3 separate regions of the Mus musculus genome follow, and all the other regions are linked to region 3. The links are chromatin contacts, called in public HiChIP or PLAC-seq maps. All regions are on one chromosome and are shown on one strand. Each heading gives the region's core, a stretch centred on a gene start, on an enhancer-like site or on the middle of the called end of the contact. The rest is flanking DNA. Distances are from core to core; before and after follow the strand shown.

Region 1 (2,784 bases), core at 33-2,532, 93 kb before region 3:
AGGGAAAGCATGCAGCAGGTAGAAGTGGATACCTGGCATACAGGCAGGGTACCTTCAGTCAGTACCCCATGCTTTCAGTTCTTGCCTGAAGAGCTGTAGCATATGAGGCCACGGGAGCCAGAGGAGAGAGTAACCAGAATGGACTCTTAGCTATGTTAAGTGCTATGAGAGGCTTAAAAGTAGTATCTGAGAGGAGAACAAAAAAAAGAAGAAAGAAAGAAAAGAAAAGAAAGGAAAAGAAAAGAAAAGAAAAGAAAAGAAAAGAAAAGAAAAGAAAAGAAAAGACGAGAAAAGAAAAGATATAGGGTCATTGGGGACCTTCAAGAACAAAGTTTACCACACAAGCAGAGACAAGAACCAGACTAAACATGTTTGAGGGTGCAGCCATCTTTATGCTTGAAATCCCTTGAGTTCTCAAAACAAAATAAGGATGGGGGAGGGGGAAGTATGGTAACCAGGGGTATATGGGAATATTATGAATATGTTGAGCATTTTAGCCCATGCAGACATAAGGACGGACACAAAGACCTGGAAGATATTCACAATATAGAGATGGGAGTGTCACGTGGTATCAAGACAGGGTGAGGGAGGGAAGAAAGGAAAGAAGAGAAGGAGGGAGGGAGGGAGGGAAGAGAAAGAGGGAGGGGAGGGGAGGAAGGTGGAAGCAAGCAGCATGTCTTCTTCTGAGCTAAAAAAGGAAAACTTTAGGTTCTAATGTCATCAGAGGAGGTAATGCTTAACCAGTTGGGGGCAGAAGTAAAATGGGGAGTGGGATAAGCTAAGAATGAGGAAGTCCAGTAAATGCCAGGCTGTGAAGCAGCCTAGACATTGCACAATGCACACCACAGGCCCCTCCTCTACAAGGATGCTCTCTGATGCCCTTCCCTGAACTGAAGTCGGTAAAGCTGGTAGTAAGTTGATCATTAGAGAAGCTGACAGAGGAAGGCACTGGAAAGATCTAGGGGAAGTTTTAATGAGATAACCGCCAATGGACAAGTGAAACAAAACCACTGGAAAGCAGGGTGAGGTCTGGAAACTTAAGGCAGAAGGCAGGAAGAGGCTCAACAGGAGTGAGAGAACACAGGAAGAGGAGGAGATATGGTGGCTTTGGGAGCCAAAGTTCCAATTTCTCAGACCTTAAAAAGAAAGAACTGAGTAATAAGAACAACAGAGGTTTCTCATTGTAGATTGCTTATCGGTGGGTAAAGCGAGCAGAGTAAGGATGAAGATAAATGCTGTGGGAACTACCGTTGAGGAACTTTGTGGTTATCACACTGGCGCAGCGCTAAGGCTCAGATCAAAGACAAAAGCACATGTGATTTGTAAGCACATGAGCCAGATGCTGAAGAACACTGTTAGAATATTCTTTCAATTTCTGCTTATTATTACTCTCTCTGTGTGTGTGTGTGTGTGTGTGTGTGTGTGTGTGTGTGTGTGTGTGTGTGTGTGTAAATTAATGTATACTCCTTAGTGAAGTGACTCTTTTTAACTTTTAGATGTAAGCTCTGGTAACTCAATGGATTGGGCTTATAAAAATGGAATACCCTATGCATTTGCTTTTGAACTGCGAGACACTGGGCATTTTGGATTTCTACTGCCAGAGATGCTCATTAAACCCACCTGCACAGAGACCATGCTGGCTGTGAAGAATATCACAATGCACCTGCTAAAGAAATGTCCTTGAGAGGAACAGTCATCTAGTCTACCAACACAGAGAAAGCAGATTCTGATCAAAAGGCACCTTGGCAAACATAACTGTTTAGACTGGAAGGATCCATGGACCTAAAAGGATCTTTCATGCAATTCGACACTTTGCAAAGACTGAAAAGTAGGGCACAGCCTACTTTGGTATGAGAAGAAAGTCCACTTTATATCTCTTTAGAGTCCTATTTGATTACAAGGGGGAGGGAATGTTTTCAAATTCCTTTGTCTCAAAAGGTGTACAAATTAATTGAGGATTTCTCTTCTCTCAACCACTCCATCCTTGATTAAGACCTATGCTACCAACGACATTGAATTACTTGGTTCTTATTTGAAATGGAAACAATCAACTGTGTTTCTTAATAAATACATAACTTTTCAAAAAACTAACATGATTCACACATTCATCTCAGTTCAGTGGACTGTATACATCTATAAAAAGTTGGGCAGATGTTCAAATGAACCCACAGACCTGTGGCTCACTGCACAAGATAGACCCTGGCAACACTGAATCATGGATAGATGAGGGGCACCTGAGGCCCACCCCAGCTGAGAATTTATTGGAAGTTAAGAGCTGTAGGATATGGGGAGTCATTTTTCTTCCAGTGTGTATCCACTGGCAAGTCTCTTATGAACTAGTAAATAACCCTACATGCACGTGGATGCATGCAAACAATTCTAATTAACTCTGGGTTACTTTAAGAGTGAGAAGTTAGAAGGGAGCTGTGTTGGAAATAAAGAGGTGTGGGGGGAAATGAGGTGGGGTTAAGAGAGGTAAATGGGACCTAAACACATGCAGTGGTTCTCATCCTTCCTAAAGCTGGGATGCTTTAAAACAGTTCTTCATGTTGTGGTGACCACCCAATCATAAAATTATTTTGTTGCTATTTCATAACTGTAATTTTGTACTGTTATAAATAGTAATGTGTCCCAACCTGCAGGATTAAACAACGAGGATCTTGAGGGAGGGAGGGAGAATGGATGGAACAAGAGATGCAAAGGAAGGAGACAAGACAGAGGTCTGATCAAGTCTCATTTATTTTCAGAAAACACTTGGCATATAAAGCTGCAAACCACAATTAC
Region 2 (3,224 bases), core at 442-2,941, 120 kb before region 3:
AATTATTTCTTCATTAAAAAATAACTTTATTTAGTGATGAATTTGAAAGTGATACTTGAAACTGAGAAAGTAATAGATATTGCAACTTAAACATCTAGCAAATATAAATGTAGACATGGGTAAAATATAAGTTAACAGTGAAAGAGAGATTTCTATTTTAGTTTGCCAGCAAATTAAAATTAACTTACTTGTCAAATTTTAAGTCCAATGAACTAAAATGATTTTTAGCTAATTTTGTGACAATATTCCATTATTTATAAGCCAATATGAATAAAGCTCTTTTAGGAGGACTTCATCACGTAAACGTATCATATAACTTCTACCCAAAGGTGGTATAATGAAACTTTACTCAAACAGATTAATAGTGTACAACCCTCATGTTAAAGCTTATGTCCAAAGTCAAAGGAATAGAGCAGAAAAGATTTACTCATTTGGAGAAGAAAGGTGAGGCCTGGTGGTACAGCCCTGTAATTCCAGCTACTTGGGAATGTGAGGTGGGCAGGTGTTATCACGAGTTCAGCTTTGTCTCCTTAAGTTCAAGGCTAGCCTGAATAACTTAACAGGATGCCTCCTCAAAAAACAAAACAAAATAAAAGCTAAGGGTTTGGGGCTCAGCAGCAGAGAACCTACCTACCATGTATGAACCCTGAGCCCTGGGTTCAATTCTCAGCTCTGGAGGGAGAGGAAGGGAGGGAAAAAGAAGGAAGCTGAGGAAGAGAGAGAGGGATCGAGGGAGGGAGGGAGGGAGGCAAGGAGAGAGGAATGGCCATTCTTTGTCCTTTATCTGGGCTGCAGTGTTGGTTAATGGCTATACATCATTTAAGTTACATCTCAATAAATTTTATTTTTAAAAGCTAAGGTAATAAAATGCTTTTACATTAGAGTTTATTAGTTATTTTCTCAAAAAATCCTGATGGTGACATTTTTGTTGGAATTTTGTGGGACAGAAATTGGCATCTTTTATAATACTGTCATCATGCTCATAAACATGGTCTAGTTTTCTTGATTGCAGGTACTTAAGATTTTCTTTATAACATTATAGTGAGGGATTGTTTTGATGATATATCTCATTTTTATGAAGTAGCCTCATAAGAAATAGTAATGAAAATAAAAGTACAGTATTATATTCTTGAAGTTGGTTTTGATTTAGTTTATTCCAGTCTCCTCTTCTTGAACAATGTCTCTATGGATGTGTTTACAAAAGACCTAGTTTTGGAGAAGTTATGGGAAGTTTAAAACATAGTACCTACCTGGTCACTGGAGATAGATCTTCAAAGGGATCTTATCTCTAGCTAGTGTGTGTGTCTGTGTGTGGGGGGGGGGTGAGTGTCTTCATCCCTCTCTCCCTCCCTCCCTCCTTCCCTCTATCTCCCCCTTTTCTTTTCCACCCCCTTTCCCCACCATGAATAAACTTCACTGCCACCTGCTCTTCCTGCTGTTGTTATGCCCTAAGTCCATGGGAAACCCAGATGACCCCAAGAATTGCAAAGTCCACTGCAACTTGCAAAAGTCTCTTTTTATTGTTCTGAGTCTTGACTTGGATCACATTCCCTGAACTCACAGAGTAAATGCTGGCATGTGATGCTGAGTCCAGAAAGCACTGGGTTTATATTCAGTATAGTTAGGAATTCCTTGAGTGCTCAGGGTGAAGGGGAGTGGAGGGCTGTAACCATTTGGTGGGAGGGAACTGAAGCTGGGAGGGGGATTGATGGGTGCCTATGTGGGGTTATCAGGGACTATTTTTATGGCCGGTCATAACTGTCTGTGACTTCTGATTACCTTTTCTCACGATTTAAACGTGGGGCCTTAATCTTCATTGAGTTTGTTATTTCTTTAAGGTCCCAAGGACAGGCACCTGGGGAGCTTGGTTCTTTATCAGAGGGAGGGCTAGATTCTAGCATCACAGAGGTGGAGAGCTAACATCTGGCCAGCATCAAGCTAGCATCTGGCTCCTCCAGGTGTTTTCAATGGGGGAGGGGGAGTTATGGGCAGTGCCATTCTAATGCTGGGCTGGGTTTCCTCAGAGTGGCCAGAGAGGGGGAGGGAGCCCTGGGCTTGCTGCAGGGGGACACAGTGGGACTCAGTGCAGAAAACAGCTGCCCAAGTACTATGCTTGCCACAAAAGGGAGGGGCTTCTGCAGGAAAATATGCAGAGGCAAACCATCTGTACACAACACTGAGGTCTCTTTAGTGAGGCTTCCAAGAAGCAGGGCAATTAACCACTGAAAGTTAGCATCAGTAATTTGGGGGGCTACAACACTGACATTTTGCAGCAGTGTGACATGCTCTTCCAAAATTCATGTGAACCTGGAATATCTCTATAGAAACATGTTTGGAATTGGGGTATTTGTATACTAGAGTGTGATACACTCTAAACCTGATGAAAGGACACACAAAGCCACACAGAAAGACTTTCTCAGTGCTGTAACAGGATGCCTTAACCCAATGCCATAAACAAATTAAGGTAGGGGGATTTATCTTTGTTCTTGATTTCAGAGGGTTCAAGTTCATAGTCCCTGTCCCTGTGCACTTAGGCCAGAAGAGTATATGGTAAAGAAGCATATTCATTGTTCACAAGAAGCAGAGGTGGGGTAGAAAAGTAGGACAACATATCCCAAGGATCTATTTCTTCCTAAAATTCCCATAGCCTCCCAAAATAGTACTACCACCAACTCAGGACCAAACAATCAACATATGAGTCTACTGGAGACATTTTATATTCAAACCATAATAATGACCATATAAAGAAGGAGACAGAAACTGAAGTAACACGGTTACAAATCAAGTATGGTAGGAGCAGGGAAAAGCTGAAAATGGCAAGGAAGGATTCTTTCCTAGAACATCCAAAGAGAGGGCAGCTCTGTTGATGTCTTGATTTTATACTGCTAGTCTCAAGGACAGCAACAGTATCATTTCTATCACTTTAAGACCCAACTTATTGTAGCCTAGGAGGCAGGAAGCTGCTGCAATCCTTAAGGCAGACACCTGCTGTCTCTACTACAACTTAATTATGTAGAAATGATATTGCTGTGGTTTATTTTTTACAGGAAAATGAAACGGTATTATATTAATCTGCTCTCTATTTTCTGTGCTTCTGGCTACTGCCCCAGTGTTCTGGATTCCCGAAAGACACACGTACATATACAGACTTATATTTTAAATATCTAAAACAGCTCAATGGCTGGGCCACTTCCTAACTCCTTGTGGCTTACACACACTCCCCT
Region 3 (2,985 bases), core at 352-2,851:
GCCTGGCTCAGATAGTACTTTCAATGAAACCTGGTTTAACCCTAGCATTAGGAAGCAAAGACAAATTAGAAATGGAGTATGTTTCCCTGATGTATAACAGAATGTACATTATATTTGATGTAGGAGCAAAATGAATCTCTAATTTCGAAGATTTTAGTGTTTAAGATGAAGGTAATGGATTTGTAGATTTCTCAGGACAACCACATTTTGATGTATCTGTCCATTTTAATTGTATGTCACCTTCAGATTTCCCATTTTTATTTCCTTTGGCTTTTCATACGTCTCAAGTCTTGTCACTTTGCAGCGTTCACACCTTTGGATTCTGATTGCTGCATTAATATAAATCCACAGCTAACACACTCTAAGGAAAAGAAAGCAAAAGCTGTATCCTAACCGGGATCCCATGTTGCTGGAGACACGCAATAGCATGGAACCCCCTGTAAACCGGCTGCATTTATTTCATGGGATTCTTAACGTTTTCTCTCAGAAGCAATGCGGAAATTTGAGTTCTGTGGCATTAAAGCAGGCACAGTATGGTCAGGAGTATCTGTTCTTAAAGCTTTTCCATTCTGAAAACTCCGGATTAAAGGTAGAGAACGGGAGGGCTCTGTGCGGTACCTGAGTCAGAAGCACTCACCTTAACTTCAGTGTCAATCAGAAAAGGGCATGAAACCTAGGGTTTACTGATTTACCCTATTGAGAGATTTAAAAAGTGAAAATATTCCTGAATCTTCGCCCAGTGGTTTTTAGCTTACGTTTTGCAAAAGAGATCCATCTTGAAGTAATTGAAAGTATCGGTCAAGGATAGCAATTTCCTACACCTGAGAAGGAAATTTAGACCCCGTGTGGCAGGCGGAAACCAGGTGCGCCTGAGGGAGCGACGCGGGTGTTCCTGTGGCCCTAGGACCGCGAGGAACTTTGCTCCCCGGCGACCGGCTGTCCAGAAAGTTGGGGAAGCCCGTGCACGGTAGGCAGGGGTCCTGTCGTCCCGGCCTTGGGAGCGCCCCTGTGCTCCGATCACGCATCCCAGTAGCCCGCAAGAGCAGAAGCCCCGCGCCACGCCGTGCCGCGCAGCAGGACGCCCGCCACGCCCCACGCTGCCCTGCAGGCGAACGCGGGAGGCGGCGAGTCCCCGCCGGGCCGCCGTAGAGTTGCAGCTCCGGCCGCTCCTCCCGCGCCGCCCTCCGCCCCTTGCCTCTCGGCGCCGCGGCAGCTCTGGGCTGGCGCTGGCACCGCCGCCGCCGCCGCTTCCTCTCCGCAGCCGTTCGGCCGCTGCGTGACGCGTCGTTTCCTCTCAACATGGCGTCCGGGGCAGGTCGGCGGTGATGGAGGCCAGTCGGCGGCTGCGGCGGATGCTGGTCCCCACGGTAGCTAGGGCAGCCTCGCGCCTGCTGGCAGTGTGAGGCGCCGCCACCTAGGCCCTCGGCCCCGGGAAGACGGCCGCCCGGGCCGAGTGCCGCCGCCGCCGGGCCGTAGGGACGAGTGAGGCGGGCGGCCGGGAAGCGACCCCCGGGCCGACGGCGCCGAGGCCGGACGGGCGCGGCCCTCGAACGGCGGCCCCTCGAGCGTGGCGAGGCTTTCGACGCCCTTGGCGGCCCCGCGGCCGCTCCGCGTCGCCGGCCGCTTCCTGGTGCCGCCGCTGCCCTCCACGCCTCCTCGCCCCCACCGCCACCTCCTCGCCTTTCTCCCTCCCCGTCCTCATCCCGGTCCCCGTCCCCCTCCTCCGCCTTCCCTCCAGCCGCCGGGACCGCCGCCGCCGCCGCCTCCTCCGCGTCCATGTATGAGGGCAAGAAGACGAAGAACATGTTCCTGACCCGGGCCCTGGAGAAGATTCTGGCCGACAAGGAAGTGAAGAAGGCGCATCACTCCCAGCTGCGCAAAGCGTGCGAGGTGGCCCTAGGTGAGCCCGGAGGAGGCCGCGGCGCGGGGTGCCGGCCGCGAGAGGTGGGCGGCGTGGCGGGCGGCTCGTCCGGGGAGCCCTGCTGGCCGCCCGACTGGAGTTGACAGCAACTCGGCTGGACGCGGGGCACCGGCTGAGTGGAGGAGGATAGGCGGCCAGCCGGGGCCCCTGGAACTCGAGATGGTTACGGATCGCGAGGCACCTGGCTTCGAGTGGTCCACAGGACGGGATGGGGGGAGGGTTGTTGGTGGCCCCTGCGGTGCGGACAGAATGTCATCCTTTGTGATGGAGCAGAAGATGAGCTGTTGTTTATTAGCTTAGAAATTGAGGTGGGGCCGATCTGACGAGACTGAGCGTGGGGGAGGGTTCCGTATTGCAATTACAATAACTTTATGATTTGGCGTGGTACTTTGGGAAGAAAGGTTGAAGTTGTTCCCTCGTTGACAGTCTCGAGAAAGGGGGTTGCAAAAGGTGCCTCGAGTTTGCCATCTCTCTGCCCCAGCTACAGGAAAAAAGAGTAGTAATGTAACCTACTGGGCTGACCTGGAAGAACAAGACTAGAGGTTAAGGGGGTGGCGGTGGCCGTGTCTGTGTGGAAATGTGGAAGGAAAGAACCTTTAGATAAATTGACTTTAGGTAACACAGAAAGGGGTGTGTGTGAAATGAGAGAAAAGAGAAAGACAATGACACCCACCAGCCACATGTCTGGACAGTGGCAGCTGTTCTCAAGCTTCAGTTGTGATTTATAGTTCAGACAGAAGAGGTCTAGTGTAATGAAGCCACAGCAGGGCAAATCCCAAACAATACCTATAAAACCATTGTAGGCAGATAACGATTTGTTTGCGGTAGGTTTGGTAGGTCTAGTGCATCCATCAATAAGAGAATTGTTAAGGGAGAAGCCAGAACATTTAACACAGATAAATTTGTGATGCTTACCCTTTTGTTTATAGCCCTGGACCAGAGCAGCTCAACTTTGCAAGAAATGAAAATGGTTAAAAGTGATTTTTGAAAAACATTTTTGAAAGGGGACAAACTAACTTTATGCTAAAGTAAGGGGTCCAGATAGGTTAGAGACAATTTTGCAT

Evidence for each region. HiChIP or PLAC-seq counts read pairs in DNA pulled down with a chosen protein or histone mark.
Region 1: a contact with region 3 is called in an H3K4me3 HiChIP or PLAC-seq map of the SCID.adh cell line, with 36 read pairs. The contact joins the enhancer-like site here to the promoter of Arfgef1 in region 3. A contact is called at or near these places in 4 of 39 promoter capture datasets (the HPC-7 cell line, HPC-7-derived erythroid cells, liver and 1 more), 21 of 484 Hi-C or Micro-C datasets (the AML12 cell line, DN3 thymocytes, ECoMG-derived neutrophils and 11 more), 6 of 115 datasets of contacts at active chromatin or transcription factors (the HPC-7 cell line, the SCID.adh cell line, bone marrow-derived dendritic cells and 2 more) and 2 of 9 other capture datasets (adipose tissue and liver).
Region 2: a contact with region 3 is called in an H3K4me3 HiChIP or PLAC-seq map of the SCID.adh cell line, with 20 read pairs. The contact joins the enhancer-like site here to the promoter of Arfgef1 in region 3. A contact is called at or near these places in 4 of 39 promoter capture datasets (the HPC-7 cell line, HPC-7-derived erythroid cells, epiblast stem cells and 1 more), 2 of 484 Hi-C or Micro-C datasets (the G1E-ER4 cell line and conventional dendritic cells), 2 of 115 datasets of contacts at active chromatin or transcription factors (the SCID.adh cell line and bone marrow-derived macrophages) and 1 of 9 other capture datasets (pancreatic islet).

The regions. Positions count from the first base shown.
Region 1 is chr1:10,324,024-10,326,807 of GRCm38.p6, reverse strand. Cpa6 (carboxypeptidase A6) reads left to right here. Exons shown (of 11, transcript NM_177834.4): 11 at 1,497-2,089. The coding sequence ends at 1,684. Among named protein-coding and RNA genes, the nearest start is that of Arfgef1, 93 kb to the right of the region's middle. Within about 2 kb of position 1,282, at least 64 of the 459 cell types and tissues checked have an H3K27ac peak or open chromatin away from gene starts, as enhancers often do. A contact at or near this core is called in DN3 thymocytes, ECoMG-derived neutrophils, the G1E-ER4 cell line and 7 more, where this site is marked.
Region 2 is chr1:10,347,433-10,350,656 of GRCm38.p6, reverse strand. The region is part of intron 8 of Cpa6 (carboxypeptidase A6); the gene reads left to right. Among named protein-coding and RNA genes, the nearest start is that of Arfgef1, 120 kb to the right of the region's middle. Within about 2 kb of position 1,691, at least 5 of the 459 cell types and tissues checked have an H3K27ac peak or open chromatin away from gene starts, as enhancers often do. A contact at or near this core is called in the SCID.adh cell line, where this site is marked.
Region 3 is chr1:10,231,286-10,234,270 of GRCm38.p6, reverse strand. Arfgef1 (ADP-ribosylation factor guanine nucleotide-exchange factor 1(brefeldin A-inhibited)) reads left to right here and starts at 1,601. Exons shown (of 38, transcript NM_001102430.1): 1 at 1,601-1,900. The coding sequence starts at 1,777.